Linked DNA regions of Sus scrofa: regions 2, 3, 4, 5, 6 and 7 are each linked to region 1. A link is a contact called in public HiChIP or PLAC-seq and promoter capture Hi-C data. All regions are on one chromosome and are shown on one strand. Each heading gives the region's core, a stretch centred on a gene start, on an enhancer-like site or on the middle of the called end of the contact. The rest is flanking DNA. Distances are from core to core; before and after follow the strand shown.

Region 1 (2,775 bases), core at 103-2,602:
CCCGCGACCTCCGCTCGGCCTCGGCCTCCGGGTGCCTACCTTGCAGCGCAGCTCGCGGCCCGTGTGGATGCACAGCGCCCGGGACACATGTTCGCGCTCGGCCAGGGGCAGCAGCAGGTAGTCGGCGATGCGGCTGGGCCCCGGCGCGCTCCCGGAGCCGCCGCCAGCCCCGGGCGCGGCGGGCGGAGGCTGCGGGCTGCAGGGAGAGCCAGGGGGGCTGAGGTAGTCCGGAGGGTTTGAGCACTCGGAGAGACGTGGGCACTTGGCCGCCACCGCCGCCGCGTCGTCCGCGTCCAGCAGGCGTTTGGCAGGAGCGCCCCGGCCGGCCGGGAGCAGCAAGGCCGGGGCTCGGGGCTGCGAGACGCCGCTCATAGCAGAGCGCACGGGACCGACCCGCATCCCGTCCGGCGCCGGGACGGCCCCGGCTTTGTACGTCCTCGGATCGGCGCGGGAAGGCGCGACGGGGTCGGCGCCGGCGCCGCGACGTATTCCAGCCCGCAGGATGGAGTTTGCAGACGGAGCTTGGTTCGGCCCCCACGGGGGGCAAAGCCGGAGCCTCTCCCCGGCGCTGGCGGTACACGCGAGAACCACCGTGGCTGCGCGTCCCGGGGTGGGAGGCCGGCTCGGGTCCTCAGACCCCCGCGGTATCGGCTCCGGGCACCTGGCAGGGGGCGGCCGCCGCTATTGTTGTCGAGGCTGCCGACAGTCAGGGAGGCAGAGGTGGCGGTGGCTGGCCTTACCGAGGTCCGAAACAGCGAGTACAGGATTCCGCAGGCTCGGCGGAGCCACGGAGCAAATGCACTTCCCAAAGCAATAAGTCTCGGGGCCAAAGCCGGAGCAACTTTTCCGCGGCGCTCGGGATCCTGCGCGCTCCGGGCTCCCGGCGTGAGTGTGCCCGAGCGAGACGCGCTCAGAGAGAGTGACTGAGTGTGAGTGAGTGAGTGTGTGCGCAGCACCGATCCTGGCCAGTGCACTCCTCCTTCTCCTTTTCCTCCACCTCCTCCGCCTCCCGGTGACTCACGCTGTATACACACATACACTCACAGGCCGGGCTGTGTAAACAGTTGGGAAGCCGGGTTGTGCAATGAGGTGGCTGCGACGACTCGGGCCCTGCCGCTGGGCGAGCAGTCACCGGAGAGGGGGGGGGGAGGCTGGGAGGAGGGAGGAGGAGCTGGGTCGGCGGGGGCGATGGGGGTGGCCCGAGGGCTGGGATGCTCCGGGCAGCGCGCGCTCTGGCGCAGGTGGTGTGTCCCGAGCTGGCTGGGGCGCGCGCACACGCCCCCCGGGCTGGGCTAAGCAGGAGGCGGCGCGCGCCCTCCGGCAGGCAGCGGGCTCAAAGCTAGAAGCTGGAGGAGGGGGTGGAGGAAAAGTTCCCGTGACGTCAGGGTCCCCGGGAAGTGGGCGGGAGGGGTGGGGCCGTGGGGGGCGAAGCGACCGCTGATTGGTGCGCGCTCCCCATTCACACCGAGCACAATGGACTGCGGGCGCGCGCACCAAGGCTCGCTGCACCCGCTGCTCGCTGCAGCCGCGCGGTGACGCCTTTTGCCCTGGGGATCTCCCCCCGCAACCGACCGCCCCGCGCCCTGGGACCTCCGGTTGGAGCCGTGGGCGTCGCGAGGCCCGGCGGTAGTCGGCGGAAAGGAAGAGAGAGAAGGTGATGAATTCCAGAATCACTCATTCACCCCCACGCGGTAGTTCCGGGGAAGACCTATGCGTGGTTGTGGATGTGGTTTTTTGTTTTTTTTTTTTTCCTTTTCCTGCCCCCTCCCAGCTCTAATCCCCAGCGTCTGTTCGCTTCCACAAATAGAACCTTCTGTTGGATGAAATAAAAGCAAACACTGGGCCTTCTGCGCTGCCTCCACCTCCACGCCCCTCCCGCGCCTGCCGCCCGCCGGGATTGCACGGAAATAGCTTCTCCAGGCTCCCCGGCCGCCCCTTCGCGGTGACTCGCAGAAAGAGCTTCCTGAGCCGGGGCCGGTGGGAAACAAAGGATGTGGGGAGAGGGCGGAAGGGGCCCACGTGGCCGCCGCTGGATTCTAGCCCCCTCCCCGGCCTCCACACGCCCTGCAGGGTCTGGGGCCCCGGGGCCAGCCCAGCCCAGTTCCGTGGTGGCCGGGTAGCGGAGTGGGAGTCATTCTGCCACCGACAGTGATACTTCCTACACCCGGGCAGCCCTGCCAGGGCGTGTGCGTGCACTCGTGCAACGTGATTGCGGTGAGCGCGAAATGTGTGTCAGACGCTGCACAAAGCTCCATGAAAAAGCAACCTAGAATCTATCGTTTTTCTTTCTTTCAAGAACCAGGTCGATTTGGAGTCCCTGGACACCCAGCGTACATAGCTATTATCAGAATCCCTTCTGCCCTTGTACTAAAAATTTCATTTTCTAAAACCAGGTCGAGCCCCAAGGATAAATTTTTTCCATATTAAATCTCCATTCATTCAGCAAATACTAATGAAGCATCTAGTAAGAGCTAGACGCTGGGGATTAGAAGATTGAGCATTAAAATAATAATAGCTAACGTTAATTGAGGTCTGTAAAATGCCAGGCACAGTTCTTAGCACTTTACACATAGTCACTGCAGTCTTACAGCCACCCCGTTGGGTTATTTTTTGCCCCTTTTCAAGAGGGAGAAGCCTGCAAAGACGAAGTTACTTGCTGTGATCAAATCACTACTAAAAGGTGGAGCATTCAAGCTCTTAAGCACTTGTGGGTACTCAAAAAACAGATTACAATTTGCAGAGGGAAGAGAGGGGTTAGGGAGGATTCCATCTAGA
Region 2 (2,700 bases), core at 37-2,536, 220 kb before region 1:
TGAAGATACTCCCTGTCAGCTTCCCAGCTGACACTCCCCTGTACCAAGGGGCCATGGGAGACACAAAAAAACAGGAAGCATCAAGGGCAGGGGTATCTAAGGAATGCCCGCTGTGTGCCAGGCACTACACTGGTCACCCAACATGAGCCATCCTAAACAGATGGTCCTTACAAGAGTGACACTGAGGTCAAGATTAGCACACCTGTTCTACAGACAGGGAAATAGAGACTCGGGGAGGCTGGAAGTGATTCGTCAAAGATTCGACTCCACAAGAGATCATTACCATTATGAACAGTGCAGACTCCTGGGCCCCATTCCAGACGGGCTGAATCAGCTCAGAGGTTGGGACCCCAGGAATGTGCTTTTCAAACCGTTTCTCTCCAAGATTTTCCGATGGTGAAAGTGTGAGAACACTGTCCTCCACCAGGGGCTCCGAGTTGGGGACACAAGACCTTCATGCCTCAAAGGTCCAGTAATAGATGACAGTGAGCCAGGATTTGTCAACAGGAGGCAGCTGGTACAGTTGTTAGTGCATAGTCTCTGGAGCCAGGTCTCTGGAGTTCGAATCCTGGCTCTGCAAATACTAGTTGTGTCACCTTGAGCTAGCCACATTCCTCACTGTGCCTGAGCTTCCTCATCTGAAAAACTGCATCAAAAAGAACACCTAGGAGTTCCTGTTGTGGCGCAGTGCAAACGAATCCGACTAGGAACCATGAGGTTGCAGGTTTGATCCCTGGCCTTGCTCAGTGGGTTAAGGATCTGGTGTTGCCGTGAGCTGGGGTGTAGGTCATAGACACAGCTCAGACCCTGCGTTGCTGTGGCTGTGGCGTAGGCTGGCAGCTGTAGCTCCGATTGGACTGGAAACTCCATATGCCACAGGTGAGGCCCTGAAAAAACAAAAGATAAAAAAAAAAAAAAAGAACACCTAGAAGGTTGTTTGGGGAGGATGAATGAGTTAAATGTGTGGAGTTTGGCACAGTGCCTGCCACAGAGTAACAATCCAGCGATGCCGTTGTCATCATTACATGATCAATTGTCCCAAATAACACAAGAAAGAGGAGATTATTTGACACTGTGGCTCCTGAAGGAGGAGGTCAAAGAGCAGCGTTCCAGAGAATTTGAATGGATAAAAAGAGAAGAGCTTAAACAACAGCTCTTTCTTTCATTCCTGAGCTGATCTTACATCACTGTTTGTTATTCCTCAGGAAGTGTCACCAAGAGCAAGTCACTGCAGTCGAGACAGGTCGTGAATCAGTCTGCGAGGCTGAATCACAGCCAGAGCACATCCTCTCCTGGGTCTTGAGGGGAGGAAGATGACAGTTCTCTTTGAAGCGAGGACGGCTTTGCCCAAGAAGGGAGCTGTGTATATTTTTTATGGCCACCAGGGGGAGACAGAGAGCTTAACTGACTTCACAAACTGAACAGTATTCCTAAATTCCTTGAAGATTTGGGCCATTGCCCACTGATTTGTTTTCACTTTTGCTGTTTCCCCTACTTAGAATGGCCCCCATTTAACCCATCATCATTCTCCCAGCCAACTTCTTCATATGCAAACTAACCTCTGGCCAGCCACTATGCCAGGGGCCGAGGGAAGATACAAAGAAATATAAGGCATTTAAGGAACGCTTTGTGTGTACAGGTACTCCACTGGTATCCTTGTAACTACAATGAGGTCATTCATTTTCAAGATTCACTTCATCAGGAATAAGATTCAGGGCACTGTCACTAAGTGCCAGGCACTGTGCTAACATTTCTGTGAATTAGCTCATTTAACTCCCTGAACTACCCAATAAGTAAGTACCACCATTATACCCACTTTACAGCAGAACAGACTGAGTCTTGAGGGAATTAATAACATCTGCCCAAGAACGCAGAGCTAATAAGGGAAATGGAATTCATGTATGAGCCCATGGAGTCTGGTTATAGAACCAAAGCTGAAAACTGGCCACCTCTCTGGTCCTTCCACAAAGCCTTGCCTCTGCCCACACTGTTCTCTCTCTTCTCTGGATTCTGATCTTGTTTGTAAGCAATCCAATGTAGGACTTATACTCATTTCTTCTCTCACACACACTGGCAAATGCCACTCTCCCATCCTACCCCCATCCCACCCCTGCCAGGTATAGAGTAAGTTTCTTAAAGCCAATGATTCTATCTCACCCTTATTTCTATGTAACTACCATTTATTAAGCATCTCTGTATCTGACATTATCAAGGGCACATTTATTCTTTAGATTTGCTGTTTACTAGTCTTCACAGTAACCCTGGCAAGTAAGTAGTAGTATCCACATTTTATAGGTGGAAGATTAAGTCTCAGAAGTTACATGATCCTAGACCACTCACCTACCTGGCAGGTAGAATATGCAGGACCCCAAGGCCTGCAGTCTCTCCATGACCCTCAGCTCCACCTCCCCCTCTGCCTTGCTTGGGGCAGCACCCAGAATGAAGGGAGCCTCAGAACATGAACTCGAAGGCTTCAGTTAAGGTCCCTCACTCTCTGGGATGCAGGTCAAAAGCATCATCTATTGATTCCTGTCCGGTACAGTTCCCAGACTCAGGCCCTCTCCTATTCTCAGTCCTGCCCCTTCTTTGGTGGATTCCATGTTTGAATGTCACTAGTGTAAGAACCATGTCATATTCACCACCATGTCCCCGGAGCCCAGCACAGAGCTTCACACATAGTCTGAGGCTCAGTATATGCTC
Region 3 (2,705 bases), core at 149-2,648, 180 kb before region 1:
AATTTTAGCAACCAAGCATCCCCATAGAGAGGAACTACTCATCTACCCCAAAATGAGAATGAGGACAAATTTCCTGGGAACTTAAACCAAAATGCAATTTGGGAGTGAATGCAGAAAAAGAAACCGAAATACACTTTCTGTTCTGCAGGTCGAAACACAGAGCTGTAGTTCCTCAAAACTTAACCCTACCTCCCAGCTGAAGAGAAGAGGAAATCAAAGTCTGTACAGCTCTGGCAGCAGTCATGCTCCAGAACTCTTCATGAAGCTTCCCTACCCTGCAGAGTCGGAAGTGACTCTTCCCCATCCCCCACCCATGCTCCTGTCCCTTGTTCCAACTGGCACATCCCACCGGGTCATTCACACGGGCAGCACCATGCCCGCCATGCCCCCACTTGGAGGGGGGATAATTTCCACCAGCTGTAGTGTGAATGGCGCCCCCTGAGTTGGGTCCCACTTCTGCCAGAACATCTTGCGGATGGCCATGATTTAAGGCTGACACTTACAAGGAGGCCACAAGCTCCTAGGTGAGTTCCTGTGACTTCTGCGTCCCTGGCACCCAGCACAGTGCCTAGTATGGAGTAGAATCTCACTAGAAACTCCTAGGGATTTCAGAAGCAATGAATGTGAAAGGAGAGTCAGCACCCCACTTAGACAGGAAGTAAGCAATTACTTTAAATAGGAGCAGCATCCTAATTAGAGTGTGGATTGTTCTTGAAATAACCTTAGATACTTTATTAGCACCATGCTGTAACCAACTGAACTAACCGGCCGGCCCGTGTGAAATAACCTTAGATATTTTAAAGGGTAGATATAACATAGTGATTAAGATCTCTGGGTCCGAAGTCAGAAGGATCTGAGTTTGAATCCCTGCTCCACAACTGCTGAACCATATTCCCAAACCTCTCTAAGCCTAGGTTTCCTCATCTGGGAGGGCCCACTGAGATCACACCTTAGCCCACTGCCTGATACACAGTAATGTCTTGGTTGTAATGACAAAGTTATGTTGTTATGGCAATTAATCAAAAACTAAACATTAATCCTAAATGGCACATTTTAGTTATCAGTACTCATATCCCCCAAGAAGGAATATGCTGAAGACGTATTGAGTGCTCAGTTAATGTTTATTGAATGACAGAGAATGAGCAAGAGACAGAGAGAATGAGAATGAAGGTGGGGGAAGGTACTAAACCAGGAGTCAGAAGAGATACAGCTTCAGATCTGACATCACTAACATTGTGACTTTGAGTCAGTACCTGTCTGGATCTCAAATTGCTCCTTCTTAAGATTGAAGGGTATCAGATGGTGTCTCAGGTCCCTTCTCCTGGAACCCTTCCCCCAGAGAGGAGCCCTGTAGCCCCTGATCATTTTTGCAGTGTTCCCTCAGATCCTGCAGGTGGTGCTACTGAGTTAAAAAGAGAATTGTTTTTTTTTTTCAGCTTGGTTCCAACTGCCAAGTCTCTGCACCAACAACAGACTGGGAATTAGGGAAATGACTGACTTGTTGCTGAAAATGCCTGGGGCAGTAAACGAATCATTCCATTTCCTTTCTTCCCTAGTTGGCCTCTCCCCGGTGCCATGAAAACTTCAGGCCCTGGATTCTAAGTCCAGTTCCACCACTTCCTGGCCAGTGACCTTGGGCAAAGGCATTTGCCTTCTTGGAGCCTAGTCTTCAAAATGAGGCAAATAATACGGACACCCCTGGAGCCCTGGGAACATTAAACAGTGGTTATCAAATAGAAGAGTCCAGTGCCTGGCACATAGTAGGTATTCAAAAAATATCCATTCCTCTTTCATTCGTAAGGACTATGGCTAGTGCTTGAGAAGTAAGGAGCAATGTGCAGTAACAGAGTAATGAGATGAGCTTCCTAGGAGAGTCAGCATGAATCGAACCTTGTAGGATGGGGAGAGTTTTCCGGACGGATCATGAATTGTTGAATAAAGCCAATTAGATCTTCACATTTACTCAGTTGAAGTTTGGGGGGTTTTGTTTTTAGTTTTTTATGGCTGCACCCATGGCATATGGAAGTTCCCGGCCCAGGGATCAAACTAGCCGCTCTGCAGTGACCCAAGCTGCTGCAGTAGGACCTACTGCACCACAGCAGAAACTCCATTTTTTCGTTCCTTTTTTTTCTTTCTTTTTAGTGTCGCACCTGCAGCACATGGAAGTTCCTGGGCTAGGGGTCAAATTGGAGCCGCAGCTGCAGGCCTACACCGCAGCCACAGCAACATGGGATCTGAGCCACATCTGTGACCTACTCAAGCAGCTCACGGCAATGCCGGATCCTTAACCCACTGAGCAAGGCCAAGGATGGAACCCAAATCCTCATGGATACTAGTCAGGTTCTTAACCCACTGAGCCATGACGGGAACTCCCTGAATTTTGTTTTTTAACCCAGCGCAGTGGCCGCTGCACTCCAGTAGGGCAGAGTCTAGTAAGAGCAAGGCTTAGGATGGAAGTGACTGCAACAGAGGGAATTAGTCCTGTCCTAATGATGACGATGGTGATAACACTAAATCCCGGTGGGATTTGTGAATGGGAAGCGCTGGGTAAAACTGGCTCTGTGTTCAATCCTCCTCACAGAGACGCGGTCACTGTCTCTAGTTCTACTTGAGGAAACACACCGCCTCTCTGCAAGTGACGCAGGTGGGGTCTGAAATCAGACTGGAGGCTACGCTGGATGTGCAGCGCTGGGGGTACAAGGAAG
Region 4 (2,852 bases), core at 152-2,651, 200 kb after region 1:
CAATTAATTTCTACCAACTAAGCTCTTAAATAGATCCAGACGTGCTTGTAGAAAGTACCAGCTGACATTACTCAAGGGGGTTTCCTCACTTTTGTTAATTTCTGATTTCCTTGTCAGCAGGGACACACAATATTTGTTTCTAATTTTCAAATCAATGTATAACTAAAGTGAGCATGACTCAGTGAAAATGAAATGTATACAGCCCTTATAAATAAAATAAATATTCTCTAATTTCCCAACCAAAGTACACAAGTATCTGATGAAAGAAAATTAAGCTTTGGTACCACTGGAGGGAGAAAAACCTGCCAGCCATCTTCCCAGCACAATGCTTTCCTGTCTTTCTACAGTATCATCTCACGCTCTTTAATAGCTGCCACTTTAAAAGGCTCTCTTTAATTAAATAATTACCTTCTTGGGAAAATACAACTTCATCCTAAAATGACTAAATAGGATTCTCACCTCTCCACTTATTCAAATTTGACCTCTTCTTCCAAGTCTTGTTCAAAACTCATTTTTTCTGTGCAGCCATCACCCTCTTGTTTCAAAGACCCCTCCCTTCTCAGGTGTTAATTATATGAATCACATCCTGGCAGCTGATCATTTGCCTCCTCCCATTCTTTTTCTAATTCAGCAGTACTTAGTTTCTATTTCTCCCATGGCTCTCATTATTTTGCTTTGAATCACAGTGATTTGAAGTACCTGTTTCTCTGCTCCACCAAAAGGACTAGGTCATAGCCATCTGTGTACGATCTTTGATTATGCCCAGTCCTAGACACATCCATCAATAGGGCTTTGTTGGATTAAGTGCATATAGATTTTGCCCATCCAGTAAGAACACAAACTCCTTGAAAGAAAAGAATGTGCCAGATTTCTTTCTTCTCTATACCTAGATACCTAGCCTAGTGTCAGCCCCTAGACAGTTCTTTTTGAATATCCATTTGTTACATGTATATTCAACATATACCATAAAAGAACACCAGTTGTATTTTAATTTCACTTACGCTAAATTATCTCTACAGTTGCTTCGAGAGCTGAATAAACATGTCCCTGATCAAAGGGATGACTCAAAAAGTGAGATTACTTCAATTACCCCCTTGTTTTGAAGGTTGCACATTGAGAAGAAAGGTTAATCTCCTCTCACACCCCCCCCCAACACACGCACACGCACACACACATTCTTTCTCTCTCTCTCTCTCTCTCTCTCTGCCAGTGCTGTTTCAGTAGTTACATAGGATATTTGAGTGTTTCAAACAAACAAACATGAGCTGGGGCAATAAGACTGAAAACCTGGCCACAGTACTTTCTATCTCCTCCCACCAAGAGGCAGAGTCCTCTGTCCCACTCCTTGAACCTGGGCTGCCTGGTGACTGCTTTGACCAAGAGTCTAGCAAAAATTACACTGTGCCATTTCCATGCCGGGGCCTCAGAGATCTACTTCTGCTCTTGAGGATCTTACCTCCCTTCTGCCACTCTGTGGACAAACCTAAACCAGTCTGCTGGAGGATGAGACCACATGGAATGGGGACGAGCTGTCCTAATGGGGGCGGAGGAGGGGGAGCCCCAGACCAAGAAACCCCAAGCCAATCAGGCTGCTTACCGCAGCTGTGTGGCTGAGCCCCCAGCAGGACCAGCAGCAGAATCACCCAGCTAAGCCCAGTCCAAACGGCCAATCCAAGCCAAATAAATGGTTAAGTCACTGCGTTCTGGGGCGGTTTGTTCCACAACAAAAGTTGACGGAGCTGGAGGCCCAACACCATTTTAAACCGAACACTTGCATGGTGTTGCAATGCCAATTCCTATTCCACAGCAGTTTTGCACTTCAGAGCCAATGCAAATCATTTCTATATGTTTACTATTTATTTTTAAATAATCTTAAAATTCTAATTATAGTTGAATAAAATATTCTAACTGCAAGGAAAGCAGAACTTCTAAAAAATTGCTATCATTTTGTTTTCCTATTTCTAATAAATGCGTACACTTCATCTCCATTTCCTTATGCACCATGAGAATTTTTAAAACTACACAATGTGCTTCTTGCTTCAAAATTGGATAGGGGAAGTCTACTTATTAGGGGAAGTCAGATGTGATTTCTACTCTTTATTAAATAACCATATGTGAGAAGGGCAAAAAAAGTAATGAAGAGAACCCTCAATATTACCAACAAGAAAGAGAAACAAAACCAAAAGCACTGACAGAGTTCCTGTTGTGGCGCAGCAGAAACGAATCCAACTAGGAACCACGAGGTTGTGGGTTCGATCCCTGGCCTTGCTCAGTGGGTTAAGGATCCGGCATTGCCATGAGCTGTGGTGTAGGTCACAGACGAGGCTTGCATCCTATCTTGCTGTGGCTGTGGTATAGGCCGGCAGCTGTAGCTCCGATTCAACCCCTAGCCTGGGAACCTCCACATGCCTCGGATTCGGCTCTAAAAAAAAAGTAGAAAAAAAAGGCAATGACTAATTTCACCCCCCATCTTATTAGATTATGGAATTTAGTTTTTGAAATTGAAAAATATGAATAACTTTCAGTTTAGGACTGAGAGATTCGTGCATCTCAGGAAATTCAACTAAAATAAGAAAATGATACTTAGAAAAAAGTCTTTCTCCCTTTACTGTTTTTGGTCCATATGGCCCTTGGTCCTCCTCCCAGACACTGGAGCTTTCCTTGCTGGCTCCTCCTTTTCTTCTTCTCTGACTCCCTTGGACTCGTCCCCTTGCCCCCTTGCATGGGTCATCTACTCCCACAGCTCCAACTCGCACCTGGGAGCATGTAAAGAGCCCTTCTCCTTAGCCATCCGTGGTCTTACACCAACGCTTTCCTCATTTCCAACCATTTGCTGAAGATCTATGCCAAAA
Region 5 (2,796 bases), core at 50-2,549, 250 kb after region 1:
TTCCACCATATAGAAGCCCACTACCCCAATTCTCCCACTCTTACAGAGAAAGCCCTTCCTAGAAATCCACACCAACCAAATCCTACACATCCTTCAAGAGCTGAACTCAAGCCCTTCCTGCTTTTAATCTCTACCAGCCTAGAAGGGTCTCAATTTATCTTAACATCTACAGTTGATACTTTGGCGCTTTTAAATATAAACGGTCTTGTCTTCTTATATGAATTTGTCTCACTTCTCCAAACAAACTTTAATCCATTGGAGGGCAAGAATGATGCTTTAATGCTCCTGGAATTCAACAAAGAATTACAGCAACTCTTCCTTCAAGATTCTTATGTGGCCATCATATAAATTTGAAAATCAAACTTTTACCAAACTACAAATTGCCCTGCCTCTGATATTCAATTGAGTCAAAATGTAAAGAAGACATGTAATAGAAATTCATTTGCCTGTTCTATTTTCATTTCACTTTTCCTATGGAAAAATGTTGGCACCAGTGCAGGGCGGGGGGCATTATAAAAGTGATGTTAACGTTCACAGGATGACAATTTCAAAGAGGAAAATATTACTGTACACCTCTGCAAGCCTGGAAAGTGACTGCCATGATTAAAAATATACATATAATAATAATAACAGCTGTAACTAAGACTTGTGTTATGCGCCGAGATCGTACTGAACACAATATTTACATTAAACCTCACAGCAACATTAAGAGATAGGTAGCTTTATCTCTGCTTTACATATAAGAAAACCGAAACACTAAGCAGTTGAAGTAACTTGCTCTAGGACACAAAGGTTGTGAGCGGCAGAGCTACGCCTCCAACTCAGACCTTCAAGGTGCAACGTTTGCACACTTGTCCGCCTGGACTAAAAGGTGCTTAAACACAAGAAGGACAAGCAGCTCCAACGCCTCCATAAATATCCAGGGAACAAACCCTCGGGGCAGGGGGAAGAAGAAGACTGCCATGGCCCTGAGCTTCATCTCAGTTCCAGGTGGCCTGTTCCAAGTAGGACACTAGCCAATGCCACTCAAATGCTAACAGGCCTGATCCAGGAAAAGCTTTTCCAAATTCCTAGCCGAGGAAACCGAGGACAAAAAGGAAATGCTTTTCCCCTTTGAGAAGATTACTAAATTTTAAGGTTGGTGAAGAGAGTGGTCTTCCCCGTCCACGAGGCTTACTGGAGGGGCTGTAAGAGCAATCAGGACACTCACTGAATGCCAGGAGAATAACTAAGTCAGCTCTAGCTGCTGGTAGGTCAACCTGCACCAGGCCAAGAACACCAGCTGCAACAGAGATGGCAGCAGCAGCCACTTGATGGCAGCAGCAGAGAAATGTTTAAGGGGAAGGGAAAGGGCCCTGGAAGGCTCCAGCTGGCAAAGATACTTCTGAGTGTCAAAACCATTTCCACTACCTATGCTTTTGACTGTCCTTGGCTGGCCAAGTGGGGTCTGAGTCTAGGAATAGACTCATTTCTTCAATACGCTTTCATTCCCTATAATCGACCCTTGCTTATGTTAATCAAATGAACCTAAGTGATACCCTGCAACATACCTCTTTCAGCCAATGAGTGCGTGGGGCCGTCTCCTGGAGAGAGTGGGGAGGCTCGGTGAGAGCTGTGTAACACATCTGGCACACCAATTAAGCGAGTGCTCCAAGAAGTCAGTTCAGTAGTAGCTGAAATACAGCCCCCTACCCCTGCCCCAGCAAATCAAGTCCAGAGGGTGCAGATTATCTTTGATTTATATTATAAAAATATAAGTGCTTCTGTAAGTACGCCAGTACCACAGCTGTCCTCCTGCAAATCTGGTTTGTCTATACCCTGTGAGCCCGCTCAGCACTCTCCCGAATGTCGTGGGCTGCTAATGGTACCCAAAGAACTCAGAAAGTGTTATTTAGACCAGGAAGGGCCATAGAATTAAACCCATTCTTTAAAGACAGTTTCTGTTTCGTTTAGCTTTTTCCTGTTCAGTGGTAAACCCTAAGAAAATACAAAGAATGATAATAACTGAAGGAGGGCTTCATTTTAGACTGAAGTGCTCTGATATTTACATAAGTATCTGAATGGATGCAGTTGGCCTGTATATGAGTCTCCTAAAGTCATACAAACGTGTAATTATGCGATCCAGGCAGCCACGCTAACCATGTAACCATGTAACCATTAGACATGTCGCCTGTTACTTAACGTCAAAACGCTCTAACAGTGGTATTATAACTATTACTATTCTCTCTTTTGAAGTGTTGAATAAGGCATTGAAGTTACATGATCAGTAAAACATTAAGCAGAAATGGGTGATTATGTGTTGCAATCAAATTCAACTTAAAATTCATGGGACTTCAATGAGAGGAAGATGATAGCTGAAGCAGGAACAAGAAAGCAAAATAATTACATGAAAACAACGCGGGTTATCTTGAATATAAAAGACTAGGGCAAAATGAGGGAGAAGAGATAGACCTGAATAAGGAGAGGAATGGAGATTTAGCTATTTTTACAGATGTAGGCAGACTCAGGTGAGACACACTCCAGGTCTTCTGTGGCTAAACCATGCAGGTAGTAAGCCTGTAACACTGTGCTAATTCTTATGCAGCACAGTATGGACTCGTGAGCACTTATCCAGGGTGAGTTCCAAAATTGCCTAGTGTCTATTCCCACCTTATTTGCTCAACATAACACCACAGTCTAGGTCACTGGTTTAAAAAATGGAGATAGGAGTTCCTGTTGTGGCTCAGTGGTTAACGAATCTGACCAGGAACCATGAGGTTGCAGGTTCGATTCCTGGCCTTGCTCAGTAGGTTAAGG
Region 6 (2,963 bases), core at 87-2,586, 240 kb after region 1:
AGATCTTCTAGCCATAACCTGTTTTCCTTGATTCCCCGCACATTTTACTCTGAAGTACTAAAGAAGGCGGCAGTTAGAGGAAAATACCATCTTAAATTGGATGACATTAAAAAATGCATAAACCAGCTTTCATATTCTGCTCTCCAACTTAACTTCATAACCACCTGGTGCATGGAGATTAAAAGCAATTACTATTTTCTCCATGCCGACCACATGAAGCCTCACTCTCTCACTTCATCCTCGCGACAGCCCCACATGGTATCATTACCCTCTTTTTACCAATAAAGAAACTGATGACCTTAAGAGGATGAGTCGCTCATCCAGTGTCACACAATGAGACAGTGGAGGAGCAAGGATGAGTCTACGACTTCTGACCCCAGTTGCAGTATTCTTTCCACCACCCCAGTGAAATATGCCTCACATGCTCCATTAAATGCCACCTACTGGCCATACCACTGCCTTCTTCCATGGAGAGACTTCTCCCCCACTGCTTCTAAAATCTGATCATGAATAAATCTGTAGTCTAAGCTGGCAAGAAAAAAGCAGTTCCTCAACTTACGTTAACAAATGCAACTTAGACTACTGCCTAGAGCATAGCAAGCACTAGAGAAATGGTAGGTTAATTATGTAGGTTTATTATTATTATTATGGGAAGACTGAATATACCTCCTTTTTAATATAATGGTTTCATAAACAAAATATTCTTTTCCTCAAGTAGTTCTTTAATATTAACAGAATCCCTTCTTATGCATGTCAAGTGAGTGTGAAGAGTTACTTCTCATTTACTCTTAAACCTTTATCTGTGGAAAATTTATTTATTTATTTATTTTTGTCTTTTCGTCTTCCTAGGGCCGCATCAGCAGCACATGGAGATGCCTGGGCTAGAGGTCCAATCAGAGCTGTAGCCGCTGGCCTAAGCCGCAGCCACAGCCACACCAGATCCAAGCCGTGTCTGTGACCTACACCACAGCTCACGGCAATGCCAGATTCTTAACCCACTGAGTGAGGCCAGGGATCGATCCCATGTCCTCATGGATACTAGTCTGGTTCTTTAACCACGGAGTCATGACAGGAACTCCACCTGTGGAAAATTTATGTGTAAGATTTTAAGCATATTTTATAACCAAGGTTAGACAAAAGCACTCTTACTCCCAACTGAAAACTACAACTCAAAGTGAATTCAACAAACTACATCTGTCCTGAGGCATGGAGATGTCATGAAAAGAGCCTTGAATTACATATCAAAAAAACCAAGGTTCAAGTCACACCTTGAGACTAAGCATGTGACCCAAGCATGTCCCTTAACCTTCCTGGGGCTCAGAGTCCATCATATCCTCCTTACTAACTGGGTAGGTTACTGTGATGATTCAAGGGGTCAGGATTCCAGGAGGGCTCCTCACCCCTCACCCGGGGCAAAGAGAGTTGGTTTCAGACTTTTTTCGTCAAAGGGCCAGGGCACTGAAAGAAGAAACTGATGACATTTCCAAATCTGGTTTAAGCAAACCATCAACAGCCTGCAGGCAGATATCAAATAACCAGGGAAGTCAGAGAATTGAATTCACTAACATCCACTAGGCTAGGCCTCCAGAACAAATGAATCACCAAACTGATACCTATCCCACACATGGGCTTTGTTACAGTTTTATTGAAACTGGATCACAATGCACTGCTTATGATTAAATCTTTTTTTTTTTTTTTTTTTAATTGGCTAGCCTGGAAACCTAGCCACAATGTTATTTCGATGGGAAACTGCATTCCAGGATTCAATTCAGGAATCCAAACGCTGGGAGTCTATCTTTTCTCTTTCCAGCTCCAAGAGCTAACAGCGACTCCCTTCTGATCTTCCTTCACCCTTTGGTGCTGTGGCCATTCAGATATCAGATGTCCGATGAGGACAGGCAAGGTCTAATAACTATATGCCATCTTTCACTTTTTTTCCTTTTTTTGTTACAACACATTCTCTTTTATCTACCATTGCCCGGTGAGGGGCATAGGAAAAATACTATTCTTACTCCCATTTTAGAAATGAGGAAGCTGAAGTACAGAGGTTTACGTGACTTGTCCAAGGTCACAGCCTGGCAGAAAGAGGATTAGAAGCCAGATCTTTATTTCCTAGCCCAACACTCTTATCAACGAAACACCAGCTGCTGAGAAATGGGGAGAAGGAAGTGAAGGTGATTGTGATTTACTGAGACGGACTTTTAACATAATTTCATCTGGCTTTGTGAATGTTCATTAATTTCCTTCTTCATTGTTGCCTGATGAGTTAGTCACTAAAACCATCAGATCAGAAAGTATAAATTGTTTTATATTATTTCCTCATTGTTACCGATAGATGTTCAAGTTTAAGTGTTTCATAATAAAGTGACTCAGAGACTAAGCAAGCCCAATCTACATTAGTCACTTGTTGAACTGTTACGTGAGATTTCCACCAAACTCTTGGGAGGTGGTGAGGCGGAGAAAAGGGGTAGGGAGGGAAGACAGAAATAAACATTTACCAAAAAGATGACTAAATTAAGGACCAAAAATGAATGTAAAATCTACACATTTATCCTTCCAGTTCAAGCTGGGGCATGAGAAAATGAATGGGAGGAGACAGCCCAAGCCACCTATGACCACTTATTCCGAGTTTAGGTGGTTTACAAGAGATCACCAATTTAAATGTGGTAGACATTTCCGTGACAGGAGAAAGAAGTTAAAAGTTAACAGGACAGAACGCTGAGCCCTTGCCTTTATACGGCACTTTTACCTCTCAAGGGCTTTCACATATGTTATCGCATTTTTTAATCAAGCAATCACTCTGTGATAGGCAGGGACAGATACTACTAAGTTCATTTTGCGAACCTGCTTAAGGTCACACAGCTTCTCCCTGGAGAGGGAGAGAAGAAAACTCAGTCGTTAAATGGAACATTAACACCAAACAATGTACTACTGTCATGGAATCACACACACTTTACCTTCCA
Region 7 (2,700 bases), core at 78-2,577, 140 kb after region 1:
CAGGGAGGCACAGGAGTGGTTTACCTCTGGGGGTGTTCACAGCCCCCTGAGGAAGATTGTTTTTAACCCAAAGTTATAATATACAATGTTAAATATGCCTAAGAATTAGGTACAAATGACACAGGAGAGTCAGGGAACAGGGGACAGGGTAGGAGAGAAACTGGGGAAAGTTTCATGGCAACTGCAACGAGAGTTGAATCAAAGGACGTCACATTTTTCCTAAATGGTATGAAAGACACTATTCTCTGAAGCATATGTGAAAACGAAGAGAGGAGTGAAGAGTCCTTTCCAGCTTAGCCATCAAAATCATACAGGATAAAAGCAAAAATAGGGAAAAGGGGGAAAAAGAAATGGATCAGGTGCTGAAGCCACCTGGGATAACTTATTCTATTATTATCTTCATTCTCTTCGGATTGGCCAGAAAAATGTCAAGACCAATCAAGCACAAATAGATTCCTATCATTAGAAGTCTAACCCTAGTTAGTGAAACTGAAGATTCATTTATCCTATAGAAATCAGTCTAGTCATGCAAATAAACATGACCAGAACTGGCAATGTTCTGGCCCCCAAAACATTTGCCCAGTGGAAAACTGGTAGCTGATATCCAGTCAATTGGGAGAGGAACTTGCCTCACAATTCAGAAAGCAACTAGTTTTTATTTTATTCTTTTTTGTGTGTCTTTTTAGGGCCACACCTGTGGCATATGGAAGTTCCCAGACTATGGGTCGAATCTGAGCTACAGCTGCCAGCCTACGCCACGGCCACAGCAATGCCAGATCTGAGCGGCACCTGGGACCTACACCACAGCTCACGGCAACGTGGGATCCTTAACTCACTGATCGAGGCCAGGGATCAAACCCTCGTCCTCATGGATCCTAGTTGGGTTCATGACCACTGAGCCACAATGGGAACACTAGCAACTAGTTTTTAAAACCTAGTCGTGTCTTTAAAAAAGTAGGTGAACTAAAAATAAAATCACTACATTGACAGGAATTAAAATGAAATCAGTACTAGGAACTTTCACTGAATGTTTAAAAACCCTGTTGTGCTACTTGATCTTGGAACCGCCTCAGTTTTAGTAAATGAGTTAAAACATTTTTTGGTTTCATTTTCATTATTTGTCTGTTGTGAAATCTTGAATGCTTGAAGTTTTCCACTGCGCTCAGGTTCCTCCACCTATCAAACCGTAGGGGTTAGGCTTCACCTGGATGCTGGGGGCGAACAGGGAGGAGTCATGGGGTCGGGAAACCTTCCTTGAACCCAGGTGCAGAGGCCCCTTCTCAAGAGCTCTGCAAGTCCCTGGAGAGTGACATCACCACGTCGGTGAATCACCGGCAGTCCCATCCATCTTGCAAAAGGAGAGGAACTTGAATGCAGCATGAGTTATGCTGAACAGGGCAGAAGAGGCACCTGGGGCGGTTGGGGGGGTGAGGTGTGGGGGAGGGCTTGAGAAAACTGGGCACCTACCAGCTCCAGGTGCCATCAGAGCACCAGCAGGTTCTCAAGAAATGACCACATTCAAGAGATCTCAAATTCTCACACATAATACAGCAACCCAATTCCACAGGTATAGAAACTACGTCATGGAAGGGCACCAGCTGACTCCAATCCACCAATGGAGCCAGAAACAGGGCTAGAATTAAGAAACGAGCCTCCAACTTTTCTGCCCACTTCCTAGCCCACTCCAGTGACCTGAAAGGCACACTTCAGAGGACAGTGATGAATCACAATCATACTGCGGTAGGAAGAATTAGATAACAACCAGTTGCAACTTCAAATATGTTCACAAACTGTAGGCTGGAAAGGTAGTTTTAAAACCCACTTTTCAATTCTTTTGAACTAAAACCAAATTTAGGACGCTACAGAAAGGCAGTTCAAACAAAAGCTAATTTTGTTTAATGAACTAACCAGGAAGGCATTGTGAAAGTCTTGTGCAACTAAATGCTTAGCTAATTACTGTGAGATCAAATAACTGTTACCATAGTTACCGCACACTGTTTTCCATAATAACTTTTATCACTTCAATAAATCTTTGTGACGCAACAAATATAAAAAGTTTACTGTAACATGACTATAATGTTTTGGAAGGCACACACTGATGACTGACCTCTTGAAATTACCTGCCCATATTTGTCAGTGAACAAGGGCTGATAGTGTGTCTAGTTGACTCCAATATCAAAATGTTTCACTGGCTTCTTGTAAGAGGCTGTAATTCCTCAAAAGTTGAATTTACCTGGTCCAGTCATTCAACGGAAAAATCAAAAGGCCCTTAGAGCATTACATCTTGTCTCTGAATGAGCTTAAAAATAACAGCAACCATTTATGAAGCCCTAATTGTGGGGTTCCATGCCAGGCAGCTGACATACATCATTATCTAATCCTTCCTACACTGCTGCTGGAAAGAACCTGGTGTGGTGTCATCCAGCTTCCTCTTGGGAGAGATTTCAACCCAGGTCTACTGAGCTCCAAAGCCAGTTTTCTTTCCACTATACCACACAGCTTTATATGTACACAAAAAAACCCAAAAAACAAAAAAAACAAAAAAACCATTTCTATAATTATTTTCTTGCTGCTATGTGTAGTGTTAAAGCTCCAGTGAACTGCCACAGAAGACTCCCTGATACAAGGCCTGGCTGGTCAGTTAGCTGAAATGATGTCACTTCACTGGATGTCACTGGAAATTGGAAATTCCTTCCCTGG

The links. Promoter capture Hi-C pulls out the DNA fragments that hold promoters and counts their contacts. HiChIP or PLAC-seq counts read pairs in DNA pulled down with a chosen protein or histone mark.
Region 2: a contact with region 1 is called in an H3K27ac HiChIP or PLAC-seq map of alveolar macrophages. The contact joins the enhancer-like site here to the promoter of TRIB1 in region 1. A contact is called at or near these places in 2 of 5 promoter capture datasets (fetal skeletal muscle and liver), 4 of 47 Hi-C or Micro-C datasets (embryonic fibroblasts, epiblast stem cells, fetal skeletal muscle and 1 more) and 2 of 2 datasets of contacts at active chromatin or transcription factors (alveolar macrophages and skeletal muscle).
Region 3: a contact with region 1 is called in an H3K27ac HiChIP or PLAC-seq map of alveolar macrophages. The contact joins the enhancer-like site here to the promoter of TRIB1 in region 1. A contact is called at or near these places in 2 of 5 promoter capture datasets (both in liver), 26 of 47 Hi-C or Micro-C datasets (adipose tissue, alveolar macrophages, blood and 16 more) and 2 of 2 datasets of contacts at active chromatin or transcription factors (alveolar macrophages and skeletal muscle).
Region 4: a promoter capture Hi-C map of liver shows a contact between it and region 1, with 3 times the contacts expected there. The contact joins the enhancer-like site here to the promoter of TRIB1 in region 1. A contact is called at or near these places in 2 of 5 promoter capture datasets (fetal skeletal muscle and liver), 6 of 47 Hi-C or Micro-C datasets (blood, embryonic fibroblasts, fetal skeletal muscle and 2 more) and 2 of 2 datasets of contacts at active chromatin or transcription factors (alveolar macrophages and skeletal muscle).
Region 5: an H3K27ac HiChIP or PLAC-seq map of skeletal muscle shows a contact between it and region 1. The contact joins the enhancer-like site here to the promoter of TRIB1 in region 1. A contact is called at or near these places in 3 of 5 promoter capture datasets (fetal liver, fetal skeletal muscle and liver), 5 of 47 Hi-C or Micro-C datasets (embryonic fibroblasts, epiblast stem cells, liver and 1 more) and 2 of 2 datasets of contacts at active chromatin or transcription factors (alveolar macrophages and skeletal muscle).
Region 6: an H3K27ac HiChIP or PLAC-seq map of skeletal muscle shows a contact between it and region 1. The contact joins the enhancer-like site here to the promoter of TRIB1 in region 1. A contact is called at or near these places in 2 of 5 promoter capture datasets (fetal liver and skeletal muscle), 4 of 47 Hi-C or Micro-C datasets (embryonic fibroblasts, liver and skeletal muscle) and 2 of 2 datasets of contacts at active chromatin or transcription factors (alveolar macrophages and skeletal muscle).
Region 7: a contact with region 1 is called in an H3K27ac HiChIP or PLAC-seq map of alveolar macrophages. The contact joins the enhancer-like site here to the promoter of TRIB1 in region 1. A contact is called at or near these places in 1 of 5 promoter capture datasets (liver), 5 of 47 Hi-C or Micro-C datasets (alveolar macrophages, liver and skeletal muscle) and 2 of 2 datasets of contacts at active chromatin or transcription factors (alveolar macrophages and skeletal muscle).

What each region holds. Positions count from the first base shown.
Region 1 is chr4:14,296,767-14,299,541 of Sscrofa11.1, forward strand. It overlaps TRIB1 (tribbles homolog 1), which reads right to left and starts at 1,353. Exons shown (of 3, transcript XM_021088927.1): 1 at 40-1,353. The coding sequence starts at 399.
Region 2 is chr4:14,075,890-14,078,589 of Sscrofa11.1, forward strand. All of the region lies in intron 8 of LOC102165543 (a long non-coding RNA gene), which reads left to right. Among named protein-coding and RNA genes, the nearest start is that of TRIB1, 220 kb to the right of the region's middle. Within about 2 kb of position 1,287, at least 15 of the 83 cell types and tissues checked have an H3K27ac peak or open chromatin away from gene starts, as enhancers often do. A contact at or near this core is called in alveolar macrophages, where this site is marked.
Region 3 is chr4:14,116,188-14,118,892 of Sscrofa11.1, forward strand. No RefSeq gene overlaps it. Among named protein-coding and RNA genes, the nearest start is that of TRIB1, 180 kb to the right of the region's middle. Within about 2 kb of position 1,399, at least 27 of the 83 cell types and tissues checked have an H3K27ac peak or open chromatin away from gene starts, as enhancers often do. A contact at or near this core is called in adipose tissue, alveolar macrophages, liver and 3 more, where this site is marked.
Region 4 is chr4:14,500,885-14,503,736 of Sscrofa11.1, forward strand. All of the region lies in intron 4 of NSMCE2 (E3 SUMO-protein ligase NSE2), which reads right to left. Among named protein-coding and RNA genes, the nearest start is that of WASHC5, 96 kb to the right of the region's middle. Within about 2 kb of position 1,402, at least 7 of the 83 cell types and tissues checked have an H3K27ac peak or open chromatin away from gene starts, as enhancers often do. A contact at or near this core is called in alveolar macrophages and liver, where this site is marked.
Region 5 is chr4:14,551,487-14,554,282 of Sscrofa11.1, forward strand. All of the region lies in intron 2 of NSMCE2 (E3 SUMO-protein ligase NSE2), which reads right to left. Among named protein-coding and RNA genes, the nearest start is that of WASHC5, 45 kb to the right of the region's middle. Within about 2 kb of position 1,300, at least 6 of the 83 cell types and tissues checked have an H3K27ac peak or open chromatin away from gene starts, as enhancers often do. A contact at or near this core is called in skeletal muscle, where this site is marked.
Region 6 is chr4:14,534,820-14,537,782 of Sscrofa11.1, forward strand. The region is part of intron 3 of NSMCE2 (E3 SUMO-protein ligase NSE2); the gene reads right to left. Among named protein-coding and RNA genes, the nearest start is that of WASHC5, 62 kb to the right of the region's middle. Within about 2 kb of position 1,337, at least 16 of the 83 cell types and tissues checked have an H3K27ac peak or open chromatin away from gene starts, as enhancers often do. A contact at or near this core is called in alveolar macrophages, embryonic fibroblasts and skeletal muscle, where this site is marked.
Region 7 is chr4:14,440,619-14,443,318 of Sscrofa11.1, forward strand. All of the region lies in intron 4 of NSMCE2 (E3 SUMO-protein ligase NSE2), which reads right to left. Among named protein-coding and RNA genes, the nearest start is that of TRIB1, 140 kb to the left of the region's middle. Within about 2 kb of position 1,328, at least 37 of the 83 cell types and tissues checked have an H3K27ac peak or open chromatin away from gene starts, as enhancers often do. A contact at or near this core is called in alveolar macrophages, liver and skeletal muscle, where this site is marked.